Regions from separate parts of the Danio rerio genome. Here region 2 is linked to region 1. A link is a contact called in public HiChIP or PLAC-seq data. All regions are on one chromosome and are shown on one strand. Each heading gives the region's core, a stretch centred on a gene start, on an enhancer-like site or on the middle of the called end of the contact. The rest is flanking DNA. Distances are from core to core; before and after follow the strand shown. Region 1 holds the start of lrrc75a (leucine rich repeat containing 75A). Region 2 holds the start of cpda (carboxypeptidase D, a).

Region 1 (2,700 bases), core at 194-2,693:
AAAGAGTTTGAATATGATTTGTTGTTTTCTATTTATTGGGACGGCTGTGTTGAACAACTGAATAAGCTTATTAGCGTTAATTAAGCATATTGCAATTTATCCCTAAGTTCAAACCCCCATTTAGTTAATTCCTTATATTCTGGAGAAAGATGTCAGTGTATATACATTGAATGTTTTCTCCAAATACCTAATTAGACTAATTAAAGGCTTGCTGCAAAGATTACACTAAGGCTATCCCAAAGTCAGCCAGTGAAATGTGGTTTGACTAAGAAAGCCAAGTGGGACGAAACCGTATTAGAGATCACCTTCACACCAACTTTTCATCATGGATTTTGATTAAACTGTTGGATGATGAACTGCTTTACTGTTCACTGTAAATATGTTTGTAAAAGCATAAATAAAATGACATTTCCAGATTCCTGTTTCTTTATTAATGTGATTTCAAAATGGCAGCTTTAGCAAGAAAACAAATCAAAAACAGGTCTATAAAGTAATGATGACAATTCAGTTACACATTTTCATATTTTTTCAGTTTTATTCCACATAGTTTTAAGTAAATTAAAATTCAGTTTTTAAATGTTATTTCTCTTGTTATTCTTGGGTAAAATTTAGTTTCAACAGCTACTAGCCCTTGCGGCTCCAGACAATACATTAAGTTTTTATTATTATTATTATTATTAATATTATTTTGGTCTGTCTAAAAAAACTGAACATTATTTTAAATCCAAAGCTTCAGCAACCACCTGAGCATGTTTATGACAATTTGGAGTGCAAACTTCTTGTCACATTATATTTATTTATTAATGTTTCATAAAATGACTATATATATATATATATATATATATATATATATATATATATATATATATATATTTTTTTTTTTTTGTATGTGTGTGTGTATTTTTTTTTCTTCTGAAACTTACAACTTACATTGCAGTTAGCATTACATTTAATAAGTCACGAAAATTATTTTTTGATGCTTACTGTAGAATAAAAATCACTACCTCTTGGATTTAATAATTAACTAACTCTATTATTTGGCAAACTGTCCCTTTAAGTGTTTTCTAACTTTTTTTCAACACCAAATTTTCCATCTTTGAGAAAGTGCAGCAGATGACATGCCATGTGTTAAACACCAGATGTCAGCAAAGAAATGCCAACTATTATCGTAGTGGACGATTAAAAAATCACTTAAGTATAGTCTGTGACCCCGCGTATATTGGATATGGGATTGTCCGAATGCTTGTATCTTTAATGGGCTTAAAAGCGTTGAAATACCACATGAAGTGCAGAACTGGATAAGTCCCAGTCTGCTCCACTTGGTTAGGTGTATCCTGGCAGTGGTGCATTCTCGCCTGTAGACTGAAACACAAGTGGAGGATGTTGCAGACCGCTCCACCCCTCCCGCACAGCCTGTGTCGAGACCCAGCGCCTCTCCGCTCCATCCGACTGATGATGAGAGCCCGAGCAGCCGCGCTTCTCTGAACACACCCTGCCCTCAGACGGGACACACCTGGAGGGAGAGAGGGGTCACATCAAAGCGAGAATTAATCCGACACCGCACATTTCATCAGCCAACAGAGGCATTTCTCTGAGCTGCGTGAAAGGAAATACTCGGATGACTTGTGCGCGGAGGAAAACAGTGACGGACGACGTAAATATTTACATGCCCTTGTTCACAGCAGGACCGCTCGCCGTCGACTAAACTCACACAGAGACGCACGTCATGAGAATGCGGAGAAACTGCGATGTTAACACGCTCAAACAAATGCTAAAATAAAAATACGGGCGAAAAATCGAACCAACCTTTCCTAAAAATCGTTTTGTAATTCTGCTGAACTGGACTGAGAGTTTCTGGAGGTTTGCGGGACTGCTCTTCTTTAATCTGCGGTCATGCCGCAGGCATCATCAGATTTATTCCCTACCTGAGGGAATCGAGGATTAACGTTACTGGAGTTTTTAACTGAAGAGATCAATTATGCAGCTCTGACCCAATTGGACTGAAATACGAGTACTTCGACTTAAAACACGCAGTCTTTCAAATGTTTTGACGTCTTATGAGAAATATCTAAATACTATTTCGCGTTCAGACGTTTCATAAAAAGCGTAAACAACTAACGAACGAGTTGGCTGTGGTGTAAAAGTTGGACGTCGTGCGTGGTAAACAATAACCGCATCCTTATTGCAGATTTGTTGGATAATTAGGCGTGCAATGTGCAAATTGTTCAGTGATTTTAGTGAGTTTAACTTTTCAAGTTATTTTTTTTTAAATAAATTGTTTCGTGAAATTAATTTATCTTCTTAAGCTTTTGTCAGCCCTGGCGAAGTTAAAAGTCTTCGAGACAATTTAAGTAAAGAAAAAATATTTTAGTAATTTAGACTGTGTGATGTGCTTATTATGATAAATTGATATCGACTTTACAGTGTTTTGTTGATTCAAACATCGTTCGAGCAGCTGTTGCTACGGTTACCATTGTAGAAGCGATTTTTGAGCGTGTACATTTGTAATTTAACTTCGACACGCTGTTGTTTAAACGCTATGTAATGCATTAAAGGTTATGCATTGAAATAATGTATATTTAAGACCCCCAACTTTATTTTGGGGAGTTTATGCCTTAATTAAAGAGGTTGTTCATCTTTCCAAACCACCTCCATAAATCGCACCCTCTGAGCACTTTCTGAATATATTTTAACGAAATG
Region 2 (2,700 bases), core at 138-2,637, 68 kb after region 1:
TCCATGATGACAGTACACAATGTTTTGCTAGATATTTTTCAAGACACTTTCATACAGCTTAAAGAGAGATTTAAAGGCCTTACTAGGTTAATTAGGTTAACTAGGCGGCTTAGAGTAATTAGGTAAGTTATTGTGTAACGATGGTTTGTTCTGTAGACTATCTATATATATATATAAATATATATATATATATATATATATATATATATATATATATATATATATATATATATAGCTTAAAGGGGCATTGACCTTAAAATGATTTTTAGAAAATTTAAAACTGCTTTTATTTTAGCCAAAATAAAACAAAACTTCATCCAGCAGAAAAAATACTATCAGGCATACTGTGAAAAATTCCTTTCTCTGTTAAATATCATTTGGGAAATATTTTAAAAAGACAGAAACATTCAAAGGGGGTTTAATCTGGTTTCAACGGTATAAATTAGTTTTTTTTTTTTTTTTTGTACATTTTATAAATGGTGTATTTTTTTATAAATAGTTTAAGCTCACTGAGAATTGCATCTTCATTTTTAGTGAAGGATATCAATGAGTTTAAGGTTCAGGGCTCTGTTATGATATTAATCTGACTGAAGCCCAATTCAGCAGATCTTAAGATGATTTAATGTACAGACAGGCTTCAAATTAACCAATTTATTTTAAATCACAACTTCAATAATTACAAAATATTCTGATCTACAGCTATAGTAACATTAAAGCAACAATTACATATGTATATGTAGATTTCATGTTAATTCTATGGTAATTTCAATGTTGTCAAACATTTACTTCAATTGAAATCTAGTTTATCCCAGGACAAAAGCCTCAGCCTGGATTCTGCAATATTATAAGGGTTTATAATAAAACACTAAAATATTAAATAATAAAAATGTTCTGTTATTGTATCTATCATTTCAAATGTTTCCAACAAAGCAACATGTGTTACTCATAAGATATCACACACACACACACAAAAAAAGCAAAAGTCATATTAGTAAAATAATAATTAAAAATGAAAACGATTGCCACTTGGGAAATATGATTATCATCAAAAGGTTTATGGATATATGCGAAAAAGTGTAAGAAAAATATGTTGATTCTTAATACTAATAAAACAAGTAACTTATATAGATAATTAAAGTTTTTTATACCTAAAATGGTACTACATTAACGAGATCTAAAATGACTAGAAAATTGCAATACTTTTCAACTGATACATTAAAACGCTTTACGAACCAATATTAATTGTTTAAAAAAATGAAAAAATATTGTGACGTAGATATTAAAAGATGGATAAAGAGATGAAGTAGTCGCGACTTTTATTTTGAAACTACTTTGGCTGTCATTGAAACTCCACCCTTTGTTAAAGCGTTAGCAGGAAGTTCTTACTAAAAATACCCCCGACGTCAGGCTAAAGAAAGAACCCGACCCAGCCGGACAGATTTTGGGATTTCATGAGGACGCCAAGGTGCCTTCGGAAACATGTCGGGACAGAGGGCAAGAGACCTGTGTTCAGCGAATAAATGCCCGCTGCTGCTTTTATCTCTGCTCGTTGTTTATATCAGCCCCATCAACTCAGTTTCCGCAGGCGAGCTGAAGACAGAGACTTACAACAAATACTACAATTACGACGAACTTACCGAGCTTCTCAAAAGTCTCGCCGTTAAACACCCCAGCATCGCCAATCTGACCAGCATCGGCAGGTCCGTTGAAGGCAGAGAGCTGTGGGTGATGAGAGTCACCAAAGACATCAGTGCTGCTGATGGAGCAGGAAAACCCAAATTCAAGTATGTGGGCAACATGCACGGAGACGAGACCGTGTCCCGACAGGTGTTGGTTTACCTGCTGGAGGACCTACTGGAGAAGTACGGGGAGGATCAGCGGGTCACGGAGCTCGTCAACACCACCGATATTTACATCCTGCCGAGTATGAATCCTGACGGCTTTGAAAGGTCCGTGGAGGGGGATTGTGTGGGCAAAGATGAGGGTCGGCATAATGCTAAAAACATCGACCTGAATAGAAGTTTCCCAGATCAGTTTGAGGAAATACACTTGAATGCAGAAGACATCCCTGAAGTTACTGCTGTCATAAAGTGGATCCTGGAGAACAAGTAAGGCCATTCACGTAGACTTGCTAGAAAAATCAAACTTATGACCATATGAAAGGAATAGTTCAACCCTCACTCAAAAATGTTGCTTGTTAAAACTACTTATTTAAAATGAGTTGGAACAGCACAATTCTTGAGTTTTTTTTGGGGGGACAACCTAATTTTTTATGTTAAACCCACCTAAATTTGTAAAAACTAATAAATTAACTTTAGTTCTTCATGTTGTGCCAACACAAATTGATTGTGTGGAACCCAGCATTTTTTACAGGACTAAATGTAATCTTTCTCTCACAAATTACTCACCCTCAAGTGGTTTCAAATCTTTTTGAGCCTCCCTTTTTCAACACAAAATCATTTACTTTGAAAATTATTTAAAAAAACTACCTTCAATAGAAGGAAAAACAGAGAATGTGGATGTCAATGAATACATTTTTCTAAATATCTTCTTTTTTATTCAACAGACGAAAAAAAAAAACTCAACAAGTTTGTGATGAGTAAAGGAGTAAATGAATGCTTTAAATCAGCTAGAAACCTTCTTCGGTTTCAAAAAAGCAGACGTTTACCTACAACTGGACTTTCTAAAAGGGTTTTAGTT

What was found. HiChIP or PLAC-seq counts read pairs in DNA pulled down with a chosen protein or histone mark.
Region 2: an H3K4me3 HiChIP or PLAC-seq map of embryo shows a contact between it and region 1, with 2.7 times the contacts expected there. The contact joins the promoter of cpda here to the promoter of lrrc75a in region 1. A contact is called at or near these places in 1 of 18 Hi-C or Micro-C datasets (caudal fin) and 1 of 4 datasets of contacts at active chromatin or transcription factors (embryo).

What each region holds. Positions count from the first base shown.
Region 1 is chr15:27,168,451-27,171,150 of GRCz12tu, forward strand. lrrc75a (leucine rich repeat containing 75A) reads left to right here and starts at 1,444. Exons shown (of 4, transcript XM_021474345.3): 1 at 1,444-2,700. All of the region lies in intron 4 of si:ch211-108p6.4, which reads left to right. It overlaps poldip2 (polymerase (DNA-directed), delta interacting protein 2), which reads left to right. Exons shown (of 11, transcript NM_212714.1): 11 at 1-416.
Region 2 is chr15:27,236,087-27,238,786 of GRCz12tu, forward strand. It overlaps cpda (carboxypeptidase D, a), which reads left to right and starts at 1,388. Exons shown (of 21, transcript XM_021474349.3): 1 at 1,388-2,108. The coding sequence starts at 1,480.